Regions from separate parts of the Bicyclus anynana genome. Here region 2 is linked to region 1. A link is a contact called in public Hi-C data. All regions are on one chromosome and are shown on one strand. Each heading gives the region's core, a stretch centred on a gene start, on an enhancer-like site or on the middle of the called end of the contact. The rest is flanking DNA. Distances are from core to core; before and after follow the strand shown.

What was found. A called contact is a pair of places that touch in the nucleus more often than the background predicts.
Region 2: a Hi-C map of whole body shows a contact between it and region 1, with 2.1 times the contacts expected there. The contact joins two enhancer-like sites. A contact is called at or near these places in 2 of 2 Hi-C or Micro-C datasets (whole body and whole larva).

What each region holds. Positions count from the first base shown.
Region 1 is chr21:13,487,089-13,494,249 of ilBicAnyn1.1, forward strand. The region is part of intron 9 of LOC112054591 (homeobox protein homothorax); the gene reads left to right. Among protein-coding and RNA genes, the nearest start is that of LOC112049545, 70 kb to the left of the region's middle. Within about 2 kb of position 3,098, at least 3 of the 8 cell types and tissues checked have open chromatin away from gene starts, as enhancers often do.
Region 2 is chr21:13,578,187-13,585,347 of ilBicAnyn1.1, forward strand. All of the region lies in intron 11 of LOC112054591 (homeobox protein homothorax), which reads left to right. Among protein-coding and RNA genes, the nearest start is that of LOC112054612, 100 kb to the right of the region's middle. Within about 2 kb of position 3,450, at least 2 of the 8 cell types and tissues checked have open chromatin away from gene starts, as enhancers often do.

The sequences.
Region 1 (7,161 bases), core at 1,848-4,347:
CGTCCATCGGCTGATATGATGATGATGATTGTTGACATTGTGATTTCTATTGTCAACGAGCTGAAAGAGTAATCGAAGTTAAGACCTCTCGGTTGAGAATCACAGCACTACCAACTAAGCCGGGGGAGTCGTCAAAATTATTTTTGGCATACTATGTGTCACTTGCGAACGCCGAGTATGCCGGCTCTCTTTTGTTTTAATTTCGCGAAGTGCTAAATGTTCGCGTCGCTGTCGCTGCCCGTTAAAATGCTAATTTATGCGGAATCATAGAGATTTATGCGACGCGGCTAATGATGTACAAACGCTCCGAACCGCACAATGTTGGGCGGACATCGTCGCAACCTGTTCTTGGGTTATAACGTGGCTTTGGCGGCATTTCCTCTGTCTTACCACTTTTTAGAACAGTGAAATCTAAATGTATACTAATACTAGCGGACGCCCGCGACTTCGTCCGCCCTTAGATTTGACGGCCGCGTGGCGCAGTGGGTAGTGACCCTGCTTTTTGCAAACAACTGGAAAATATTTGTGTAATGAACATGGGTGTTTTCCAGTGTCTGTGTGTATTTATACATTATATAAGTATTTATATGTAGTATATAATTGTATATTAATATTATAATATCAACTATCTTCATCCCGCTCTTTCCGTTCTTAATGGACATTTACTAAGTAAACTACCTCCCTACCATATTTAATGTATTTACGTCAAGCAGTTTCCGAAATGAGTGACCGTTTCGAAATGTTTATTAGGCAAAATGTTTGGTATTGTAGAGGGTAATCTGTAGATTTAATGACCAATTTTAAAAATTCTTTTACCACTAGAAAGCCCCGTTAATTGTGATTGCCATAGTCTATATTTTATGCCCGTATTCTCGCGGAAACGGGAACTACGCGGGTGAAACCGCGGGGCTAGTATGAAATAAAGTCGGGTCATTTACCTGTTATTTGTAAGTCAAGAACAGCTGAACCAATTTTAACGATTTATTTTTGAAGAAGAGTAGAAAACCTGTTAGAACATCTAAAAAATTCAACATAATCTTTAAATTATATTTTACATAAATTAATTGTTTTCTTTTACATTTTGTACGACTTTGTTGACATCTCTCTAATTTTCTCTCACTTTATCTATTTATGCGACAAAAAGTAAGTATACTATGTCCTTCTCCAAGATCCACCTACGTATTTACATACCTAAATTAGTCAATATCAGATTTATTTTATTTACAATATTTTTTACTATTAAACATCTTTTAACAAGCTACCCCATTTTACGAGAACATATTTGCTTAAACACCACAAAAAACATCTTAATCTGACACCATCATAAACCTAGTTCGAGATTAGTTCGTTTGGAAGCGAAATAAAAAAAAACGCATTTCTAAATGCATCAGAGCCGCCCACCTCGTTACCCGAGTGACGTATGGCGGGTAAATATAGAGCGGTTGACAACCGCTGCCGTCTGAATGCCTAATTTAATCTCTAACTTAAAGACGAACATTGACAAAATCTGTTCCGAGAAAATGTTATTAACCTCTGACGCGATAGAGGTTTCTGAAATGAAAACATCCACACTCTTTTTGTGTAATTTAGAAATAACTGTATTTTGCTCAAGTGTTATTTCATCATCATCATCATCATCATCATGTCAGCCGATGGACGTCCACTGCAGGACGTAGGCCTTTTGTAGGGACTTCCATACATCACGATACTGAGCCACATCCAGCGAATCCCTGCGACTCGCTTGATGTCGTCAGCCCACCTGGTGGGGGGTCGACCAAGACTGCGCTTTCTAGTGCGGGGTCGCCGTTCCAGCACTTTGGGAAGTGTTATTTACATGTTACTAAAAATGTCAGTTTGTTCAAGTTAATCTCTGGAACGGCTGAAGCGATTTTATCGAAACTTTTACTGAAAGATAGAAGAGGGTATTAAGCAACGTATAAGATACTTTTTAACCCAGAAATATCCATGGTGGTGGTGAATTTCACGCAAACGCGTCTGTTAGATATAAAATCAATACTAATGTTATTAATGCGAAAGTGAGTCTGTCTGTCTGTTACCTTTTCACGGTTAAACCACTGAACCGATTTGAACGAAATTTGGTATAGAGATAAAGTGCACCTTGAAGCAGAACATAGGCTACTTTTATCCCGGAATTATCCACTAAATAATAAACTTGGACTAAAAAAACAGATTTTACGCGAACGAAGTTGCGGGCGTCCGCTAGTAAAATAATATTGGTTCACATTGCTACAATATCTGATAGGTCTTAAACCTTTTGTTGTACAAGATCTCACTCTTACGATAATAGTATTTCCATAAATTAGTATTTTAACACAAGTGGTACAAATTACATTTTCTTTTAGAACTACTTTGTGCACTGTGTGTATCTGCGGAATCGTAAACGGACAGAATAATTTAAAAGCGTTTTTAATAGAAAATTCCAGAGTGAAGTTTAGTTTAGTTTAGTTTCTTGCTTATGGTCTTCTTCTTTGGCACTTTCTTTCTTTTCTTGCACTCTTATAACCAGTGTTTTAGAGAGGTTTTTTAGTTTCTTCCTTATCGTCTTCTTCTTCTTCTAATGCCTTGTCTTATCCTCTTTATACTACTTTCCTAATCATATGTCGCTTTAAGTCTCTTTCCTTAACGTAATTTTTCGTCAAGTCTTTTTCTCTCATGTTCTCATGGACCTTCGTCAATCACGGTAAAATTGTGGTCTTTTATATTTATAGAAGTTTCTTCTTAAAGTTTCGTGAAAATCGGATTAGCCAATCCATAGTTATGTCTAAAAAATGTTAAATCCGGTGTATTCCAAGCAATGTGCCACTTTATCAAACTACGTTTTTCATTGGATATAATACAAACGTTGTCAAGCTTGCAACGTTTAAAAAAAAGCAATATGCCCATTCGTTTAGTGATATAAAACATAAATGTCCGCAATGGTTTATCTTTTCTAACGGGCGCGTGCGTATATTATGCTCGAGTTGGGAAAGGAGCACGCTGTACATAAATAAGCGGCCGCTCTTAATTAAGCCTCAGTAAACAAGTACCAGGAAAGCATAACAGCGAGCAATTACTATTTGGCCAACGCTTCGGGTCGGCTCGGGCTGACCGCGCATTGCAGCGCGAGAATCGCACGCGCCGCATGTAGAGTTTTAACACTGGAAAAGGAAATAATATGGACGATTTCGAAAGGTAATTTGAATTTATAAGTACTCACAGGGTCAATAAAGTAATATACGGGTTAACTCATTGATTTCAGTTTGAGCTGAAGTCCGAGTGCTCCTGAATATGATCAGCACCTGTTGATCTTCTCGAATATTATAACTTACCATCAGGTGAGGTTGTAGTCAAGGGCTAACTTGTAAAGAATAAAAAAAAATGTTAACTATTATTTTCCGACTTACAACACGTATACAAACTTTTAACTAAGTTAAAAGTATAAACTTAACTTTTCTTGTTTTAGGAATGTAATATAAAATTTATGCTTTTATTATTTGAAGTAGAGGACATATAGTAGTGGATAGAAAACACATGGTACTATTTGCATTACAGTTTGTTTCCTGTACAAAAAAAGTAACACGCATCTTGTACTCGTAGTTTGCGATGCGTGCGGAATTCAGACCTCTCGATCTGCGTATTGATGCGCAAACAGCATAACCCCAAGCGAATATATTCGCTTATTAATACACGCAAGGAGAGCGCACCAAAAACGCGCGTTGACATCAATCCCGCGCTAATCCTCAGATTATTTGCGAAATGGGCGAAACTGCATTCAGCGGTCGCGACGCTCAGCTATTTGCGTCGAGATAAATACCTCCTCGCGTTTATGACGCCCCAGTGACAGTGATATTTGTTTTTCACCTGATTTATTTATTGCGGGTTAACTGTCACAAAACGGCATAAAACGTTCGGTTTACGAGCGTGCACATAATAACTGCTCAATTAGAATATTGTCCTTATTGTTATTGCTCGAGCAATTATTGCATTCGATTTTATTGACGTTTCAATTCTTAGATCATTTGTCAAATATTTTTGGAGTTTATTGGAGTTTACTCCTTAAGAATCGATTTTTTATATATAAGGCGCCCGGTGTGAGAAAAATCCGAGGGGTAAAACCAACTGAACTAACGAAAAAGTGTCACGTTTTTGGTGCGCACCTTTAGTGCGCAACTTTCTAATTTAGCTGTGAGTGTATTGAGACGTACATAGGGACTATAGAATCCGAGCGAGCTCTGTATAGGCGACTATACCTATATACTATATGTTATTGGGCTTGTTTGTTTCTATTAGTGTCGATGTATTTATATTGCTATTTTTTTTTTGAGTTTACTCCTTAAGAATCGATTTTTCATATATAGCCCCCGGTATGAAAAATATATGGGCAGAAAAATTCGATGAACGAATGACAGCGTTACGTTTTTTGTGCACCTTAAACCGTGCGCTGTTGGCGGGCGCGCCGCGGACTGCTGCTCCTCGGATGCACACCTTTCACTTTTCAGGCGTAAGTATTGAGACGTACATAGTGTATACTGCGGGGCAACATACACCTATTTAGACAGTCGATCTGAAAGAGTAAACTCCATTCATGTGTCGGAGCTGACACACACTTTTTTTTTATTATATTAATTATTTTGGTGTTGTTAATTCTTTAGGGTTCCTTAATCCAAAAAAAATGCAATAGTAAAAGTTCAATTTCGGACGACGAATTGACGCAGAAATATTTTATTAATAAATTAACGCAGGAATATTTTCAATTGTAGTAATTTAACTGTTTTAAGTTTCTTGTCATCTGAATACTTATTACTAAACCTATCGAAGGGCTAATACGAGTACTTTACATAAACATTAAAATATGTATTTTGAAAGTTACATTATTGATATATAGTACTACCATAGATTTTCTGTTTTCATATACCTAATGCTAGTAGATGTAATGGTTCTAATTGAAATAGCGAAATAATTGAATACTTTGGCAAAGATTAAAGTAACAACTTCATTCAATTACATTAAAATGTCAATTTGGGACAGTTAGACACGGTTATCTGTCTTGTTTTCATTAGTGAATGGCTATTGCTGTGGGAATGTTTAATTGAAGATTTATATTTATACGTTAGTTTATTTTATTTAAGGTTGCTATACAAATATAACTTTATTTTGATGCTAAATGCTAAATAGCTGCTTTTCCGAACGTTAGGTTCTATATCACACTTCACACTTCATACTTCACACTAATAATATAAAGGCGAAAGTTTGTGTGTGTAAGTATGTTTGTTCCTCTTTTACGTTGCGGCTACTGAAGCGATTTGGCTGAAATTTGGAATGGAAATAGATTTTATTCTGTATTAACACATAGGCTTCTTTGCATCCCGGAAAATCCATGGTTCCCGCGGGATTTATAAGAAACTGAATTCTACGCGGATGAAGTAGCGGCCGGCCGCTAGTATGATATATGTTGGTACATATATCACAGCAGAATATATCATAAATAAAATATTATGTTAATGATTGTCAATGTATGATTATTATTGATTTTCAAAAGAGGTTCCATAAGTTTTCAGCATTGTTTTCTCAAATTTAACTTTCATATTTAACAAACAAGTATTTAAAAATATATTATAAGTACCTAATTTTTAGTATTAAAAAAATACGCAAAATTTATCTTAACTTATATTAATAGCTACACAAATCATGTCCACGTGGAATAGGTGCAAGTTAATACTATTAAATCTTGCACGTACCTACGGAACCTTTCGATACGAGTTGCACTCGTACTTGGCCGCTTTTCAAGTATAAAGTAAATCTATTCGAAACGAGTGCATCGTCACCGCCGGCCATTAACAGCGCATCATAATGAAGCACCTATAAAGATTTACTGCCCATTAAAGCGTTTTAATGGAGTTAAAAATGTCAATATTCGGACCGCGTAGTGGCGTAGCGTAGCATGGCGTAGTTTAGTCACGTTTTTATTCAAATAACAATTAGTTGGAGACCAGACTGTAGTACGAGTTTTAGTATCGCTAACGTGTGTAGTTTTAGTTGCTTTGGGTGTATTGAAATTGGCGCTATCTATCTAAGAATCATCATCATCATCATCATCATCACCATCCACCATCACATCACCATCATCATCATCATCTAGGCTCCCAGTAGTCCATAGAAATAAAATTATTGACATTCAAAATATGATGTCCAGCAGGCCAATTCATTAACATTGACTTTAGTTAGTTGACCTCAACGAAAGTTACCAACTAGTCACAGCTGTTAATAATTCTTAAGTCACGTGATTTCGTAATAACTATTTATTTAAAGCCAACTAAAGTGAAATTGACATAATAGGTAAAAAAATGTCATCTACTGACAACCCTTCGTTGACATCATATAGTAGGCAGATGAGATTGCCCAGTTACCACCCTACCGGCAAAGACGTACCGCTAAGCGATAGCGTTCCGATACAATGTCGTGTGGAAACCGAAAGGGGTGTGGATTTTCATCCTCCTTCTAACAAATTAACCCGCTTCCATCCACATCGTCACCATCAGGTGAAATTGTAGTCAAAGACTAACTTGTAAAGAATAAAATTAGAAAAAAAATTGCATGGTAAATTTACTAAAATCTAAAACAATAATAATTTTGAGTTAAATTAAAGTAGAATTAAAATGCAAATTATTTATTATTTAATAAACGAATTTAATCATTATAAACGAAAATAAGGATAAAATTAAATTGTTAAGTACAAATAAATAAAATTATCAAAAAGCTTGAACCAAAAAGAGCTTCATCCCAAAATACGCACTCGTTAAACGGTCGAAGAGACCGCGCGGTGTACAAAATATTCTTGAGCCGTCTCCGCAGTTAATGGTCTATAAAGGCACCCCATAACTTGCCTATCAGGCGGATCATTCCAAGTGTTATTCCCTCTTAATTGGCCGTTCCGGACGGAATCGTCAATTCGAGATATTAAACTAATTTTCAATGCGTTGTAATCGCGGAGACGTGCCTTTTGTAAGGGTTAAATTGTCATTTGAGATCTCGCTGTCATTTTTAATGGCTATGGTTGCTTTTGGGACGTTAAGGATCGTTGGGAAATGTTGTAAAATTATATAACGACTCGCTTTTGTTTAAATATACACATTCTGTGTGTTTTCTAATTTGTTACTGCTT
Region 2 (7,161 bases), core at 2,200-4,699, 91 kb after region 1:
TTTCAGTTTATGAGATATTAGTGAGATGTCAGACAGACGTTTATGGCGTCGTAAAGCGACCTCTGCTCACTTGTTGAGTTTACGACGGTATTATGTAGACAACGTCTGAAACGCCCTTATTTTTATGGGACTAAGGTCTTATGATACCAGGGGACGAGGAGTGTTGTGGAGTTCATTTGAGTGCAGGACTATCAGAATCACTGAAGTAATGAAACACTTTGACCCGTACTTAGATAAAGTTCATGAAAAAAGATAGGTCCGCTAAAGTCGCGTAGTGAAGTGAGTGTACTTATATCGAAATTGAATATCAGTAATGAGTCATATAGAGACATGGCATAGGCTCATACATCATTAAAAGGCTTACAAGCACTGTGATTGATAGTAACATGGGCTTAATACTCGTTTGGATCCAGGACTGACCTCTGTTTCTCACATACTCAGATTACCATTTCCGTATCGCTTTGTAATTAAATGCATCCACTAATGCGTACAACCTTCTAACTTATGCACTCCTGGTACCTCTGCGCGTAACTTATGCGCTCCGGGGCGAGGTTAATAGCTAATATCGCCTAATGACCGTCGTCTCCGTGTTAATGTTCCACATGGGACGACCTACGAATGCCTCGCGCTTATGCTGGTCTGGTAATTTACGCCTGGTCTTTCTCTATCTTATTTGTCCGTCTGTACTTTGATTTGTAAGGGTAGTTATAACTTTACGATGATTTTTGTCTGTATCTATCTATAACGTTTTAGAAATTATATAATTACGTAATAGCTTGATCGATATGTCGTTCGCTCATCACTAGTGCTTTGTGCTCATCTGAACTAAATTTAAATCTATTATGAAAGAAAAAACAATATTTAATATATTTGGTAGGACTAACATTAGTTGAGTTAGTTAACATAAGCCTCTTGTTGGGCATACCAGCCAAAAAATATGAAAAATGTATGAAAACAGAAATTTTAACATGTTAAATTAGTCTAATATTTTTTGTTTTTGAATTTGAATTGAAATTAAGAACGTGTGGACATCATTAAAAGTAACTTTCAACACACGCTACAAAGTATTCCAAAATTAACTTGTGACTTTGTGTAAGGACGGACACATCACTGACTCATATGGGCAATCTCAAGGCGCAGACTCGAATAAATTAGTTTCACTTAAAAGAGTCGCAGCGCAAATAAAATCTATTAACTCCCCGCCATAAATCACTTGTAAATTATATCCTAACGGCGCCTAGCCCAAGATGGCTACCCGAAATAACACGTCAAACGGGACGTTTTTACGTTCGGAAATTTAATTGCCTATACGATTACAAAGGATTCGTTGTTTTCACAAACGCAATGATTTATTGCGAGGAATACTTTAAAAAAAACTAACTATAAACACTTGTGAAAATATTTATTTAGTTACTACCGTCTGTAGTGATTTAGGGCAGGATTCCTTTGATTTGGACGGGATTTTATTATTATTTAATCTCGGTAACTAAATGCCTTGTTAATAAATCTTAATGGTGTGCTGTAAAATATGCTGACGCGTTTAACTTTATCGCCACTTCAGTGTGCCGTAAAGTGTTATAATTTATTTATTGATCTCCATATAGAGCATTGTCTTGTTATAGAGATAGTTTATCGGCTGTTGATTAATTAATATCGTCAAATTAACATATTATTTAATTTATTGTTTGTTCTTATGGCCACATTTAAATTAATGTTATGGATAGTTGGTAAAATATTTGCATTTATAAATATTTTTATTGATAAATATGTATTACAGTCAAGACGTTCAACTCTTAGGCCGTTAGTCATAATGACAGTTAGTCGTTAGACGTTAGTCGACAATGATAATTTTATACTATAGATCGGTTACGTCCCTACAAAATCACTGCAAAAAGTGAACCGAATAATAGGCTACAAAACTGAACTTTGTGGCTCACTTAAAACGTTAACAACTTTTTAAAATTTAATTTCACAGATAACTGCTAAAAAACAAAGAAATTCCGCGACTTTATTACTGTGCTTAGAAACGACTCAACCAAAAAAAAAAGATACACGCGTTCCACGTTATCAAACTCTAGTATCTATGGTACGATGCCGATACCTGTAATTGTAATCGCAGAACAAAGAGTTGTCGCAATTTGCAATCGCAGCGGGCCAGCCCTTTTAGGGACGCGCCTGAATGGGCCGAGGCGAAGGTATTACCGTGTTTCTAGTACTGTTGTTATCGTTCCCGATTTACATACGGTACGATCTTCACTAAATATGCGATCACATCTTTGTATTTTTTTTTAAATGCTTTCATCCGTCGTACCTGTTCTTCAATTCGAAAATCGAACATCCTAATTACATATTGCACATTATGTAAAAATACTGTGTGTTTTTTTTCAATTTTTAAAAGAAGCTAAGACCGTTGATCTTGTTCAAATAAGTATTGTTAACCGACTTCAAAAAGGAGGAGGTTCTCAAGTTGACCGGTATCTTTTTACTTAATATAAACCATCCTCAAACTGGAATTTTTCGGGATGTAAAGTAGCCTATGTGTTAATCCAGAGTAAAATCTATTTCCGTTCCAAATTTCAGCCAAATCGCTTCATTAGTAGCGGCGTTAAAGAGTAACAAACATCCAAACAAACATACATACAATCAATATTTAATGTATGCAGCTATCACACACACGAATCTCCGAAGGTTTTAAACAAAATACCATCAATAATAGGTAGACAAAGAACACAGAATCATTATAAATGTAATTTTCTATGTTCCCCTGGCAATCTACGTATAATTTGCCAGATGATGGCAAATTAGGTAGTTAGCCTCACCTAGATCCTGCCGCGGATATATTACCGTAATCGACTCTATTACATTGATTACCACCTTGTAATTACCAGGCTTTTGCTATTACAGTATTAGAACGCGGGGCGTATTGTCAAATCGTGCCGTAATTGGTTTGTATTATGAGAAGTGCGATTGAGACTTTGATTTGAATGGTGCTTTATGATTGATGAACCTCTTTGACTTTTATGATGACCTAGTACTTCTTATAATTACATAAATTGTTTGCAAAGATTATTTCTGTTTTTTCAGTAAGAATTTTGATGAATTTTGTTGATTTGGAGACAGATTGAAATCTTTGAGAAGGATATAGATATTTTATCTCTGTGTCTGTTTGCCCTAATCTCGCTAATGTCTGTTATTAAACATATTATTTCAATACAGTACAGTAGGTTCAATTTCGGTTTCAGCAAATCAGAAAATTCAATATAAACCCGAATTTCTAGACGACTTGCGTAATGCACTCAATAAATTAATAAGATATTTTCCAAACTAAAGTAATATTTCCGTAATTATATTTAATTTATTTGAAATTGATCACTCTAGACACGTCCATATGACATTTTGTTAAAGTTCGACATCGCGGAGTCTTCAGATCCACCTGTCGCGTAGGCGGTAACCATTAGCACACCATTGGCTACGGCACTACCCCACTCTGATTACGGCGAATTACAGCGAATTACATCGAATTACGGCGAATTACGGCGATTACGCGGGCCATCGTCGCTCGTTGTGATTGCGAGGACAGGTGGTTTGTGTTTAACATAATAGCATGGATGTCGTCGGCCATTTTTGCGTTCTGCGGTCCTACTTGCTTTATAGTCTCGCTATTTACAAGCATTGCTTCAACTGTTCGTATGTTGCCACGTGTAGGTCTAGTAATGTTTCAGTAAGCTAAATTTTATTTTTTTTCTCTTATTCTTATATTGTTACCGTCTGTTGGTTAGAGATAATGTGTTGTACTTAAACTAAGCAATTAACTTAATTTTAAAACTGTGCAGCATTGTTTTCATCGTGCCTATTTAACAATTAATATCGTAGTTATAATTATATTGTTTTCATATATAATATTCTTAGACAGAAAAGTAAATAGACGTATACTAAATCATAGTAGCATTCCCTTCAACAGAGAATAACTTTGGCGTAGACGGTAAAGAAACGGGATAAGGCGACACGATATTTGGTGTCATACCGCATATCGTTTATTAAGATCCAACGATGGTTTGTTTGACAAATTTTAGCAAGTAACACACGTAAGCCTTTATTAAATATACTCTATACCATATTGCACAGACTCAAAACCATCACAGTGGTCTATACTCTACGGCATAGACCATAGACACAAAACCGAAACGACTACTTAACACGGTGAGCTCCGCCAGCGTGACGCGCGACACCGCAGCGACCGCAAAAACTGCGCAATTACCGAATGAGAACGAACGCGTGCGCAATCAAAAACAATTGGAGTACGCCGGGCGCAGATCCTGCGTTCGTGTCGCCGAACGGACCTGCGGCCGCAAATTGCGCCGTTTTCGTGACCAGGGCTGGCAAAACTATCGAAATCTGTATTTGCGCTTAAAAATACATTGAGAAAGCACCAATGTACCATAAAAGCAAGAACCACACACACACTACAGATCAAAAGAAATCAGCGTTTTTCTATTAAAATGGAAAGAGTACTTAAAATGTCTAGCTAAATTTTCAATTTAAAATTAATGATGATAAATAATAATGAATAATGTTGCAATTATATGGAAACAGCTTACCTATTATCTACAATTTACTAAACATAACTTAACTTAACTGTACCTACCACCTACGGTGTAAATGGTTGGTTAACCAGATTCAATGTAACCTTAAGAATATTCCAAGAATTTCAGATCTTTTCCGTACGTATTGGAAACGAAAACTAAAACGTATAAGTACATATGTAATTTATCTATAAACGAGCCATTTCACTATATTATATTTCTCTATTTCTCAAAAAAAAATAACAAAAGATTGGTTGCTCAGACATTTTTGTATTGTAAATTAACTTAATTAACTGTGTGTGTGTGTGCCAGCCCTGGATAACCGCATCGTACTGCGTTGCGGACTTTGCGCCAAATGTCAAGTGCGTAGTTTTTCCGGCGACCGCCTGCGGTCTGTCGTGATTGTTGGGACAATGTGGTCTAATTATATTTCCGATTTCTGGACCCATTCACTGGCGGGAAAGGTTACAGGTTCAAATTGGGTGCGTCACGGCATTTAACTCTTACTGTTTGTTACCAAATGTAATGATGATAATTTTAAAGAGTTATTTCTTGTGAAAAAGGGAGACATCCGTATTGCCTATTATGAGTGGTTTGTTTGTACCTCGGTGGTGTTTTTTCCGTTATGTAAAATGACTGTTTCACTCTGATGAAACAGTCATACATAGCTGAAGTGATAGCCTAGTGGATATGATATGCCTTAGATTCGGATGGCGTAGGTTCGAAGCTGGTCCGGGGCATGCACCTCCAACTTAAACGGTAAAGGAAAAACATCGTGAGGAAATCTGCATCTCTATGTGTGTGAAGTCTGCCAATCTGCATTTGGCCCGCGTGGTAGACTAAGACCTATCCCCTGTCATTCTTAGAGGTGACTCGTGCTCACCAGTGAGCCGAATATAGGTTGTTAATGATGATGATGATACATAGCTGAATTTGTTGGGTTTGAGGCATTTTTGAAATGTTTTTTTAACTCCAATTTATGATTTTGCTTATCACAAATAATGCCAAATATTCGTATACCTATAATTTGAAAATCTCTTTCCATCGTAACAAGGTAAAATTGTTCCTACTAAATAAAAGGAATTTAAACTGAGTTTAATTTTAATACAAAAAGTCGAAGTGGTTAAACAGTGACGCTTCGATCGGTCATTAAATATTTATAGCCGCTATTTGAGTTCTAGCATGGTTCTAAAACTACTTGTGAATAATTACTTATTCTAATCGATTCTATAATTGTTTGACGTAGGTACTGTTGTGAAATACCTTGGTATTTTCCTTGTTGTTTCTAGAAATTATTAAAAGTTTGTTTAGTTTAAAACAAAGAACTTCTGTTCATGTAGTTAAAGTAGTGAATACAAAAATCTAATTCATTTCATATCTTGGTTATTTTCTATCGTATTCTATGGATTGTAAATTTTTCATACTGTTGTAAAGTTTTAACAAAGACCGATACTTTAAAACCGATCCATATGAAATAAGAATTGGACCGACGACAGTTTATGCCTACCTTTAAGACTGACTGACTGTCAGTCAGCGTTAATAAGTCAGATAAGAATATAACAAGAAAAATATCAGATTTGCCGGAAAATGTTACAAAAGAAAACACGACAATTTTCTTTAATAGCCCAAGGCAACAAAATAGAGCACGTAGGTATCAGGGCATAAGAAAGATGCAGGTGTGTTACTCGCGGCACGGAATGTGCGGTAAATTTTCCGGTTGCCTTCCCAATGATTTCCTCGGAGACTGCCGGCCCAGATACCAAGGATTTCGATACGATAGCGCTCTTCAATTTCTGCTTGCCTGGTGCTTTCCCAGATTGTGACCACGCCTATTGACTCCGTGTTTAGTGACTGCACACTACCACATTAGTTCCTGCCCGTTACTGATTATTATCCATTGAGTAACATCATCATTATCGGCCTATTTTTATGGGCCCCTTACAGGGCCAGACCTCCTTCTTTTCTGAAGAGTTTATATAGAGCTTAGAGCTATTACACTGCATCAATGTAGGTTGGCTGGCTTAAGGTTTGATTCTTGAAACAGTAATATATCAGGTACTAATAGATTAACGTGCTTTCGAGGCATGGGATTACCATCTACTTTCCAAATTCGGGCTGAGAATTTTTAATGATTTGAATAGAAGAAAGACTCGGAGACTCTGTAATCATCGGACTTACTTTTTCGTTAGTCTAGTGGTTACAGATCTGTCAATAAGTTTAAGTATTTAAAGAGTCTAAAGTTGATCTTATTACGTACCTAAATTAATATAATAATCAATAATTACCATTAAAAAAAACACCATCTTATTCCTTAAGTTTTTGAGAACGGTTTTTAAAATTTTTAAAAACACAAGACGCCATTTTTCTTGAATAATATTGAAAATTACTGGTGCGACAGTTCGTGTCGTACTGACTCGAGAATGTATTACTTTTTGAATTTTGTATTTGGAGCAGCTACGACACCGTCGTGTTAAGTACGCTCCATCTGTATATTATTGATTTATCTGTGATTAGTTTATTATTTGTGGTTCAAAGTTTTCCAATAACAATTCATTGTTGCCTGCTCTATCTAATTTCA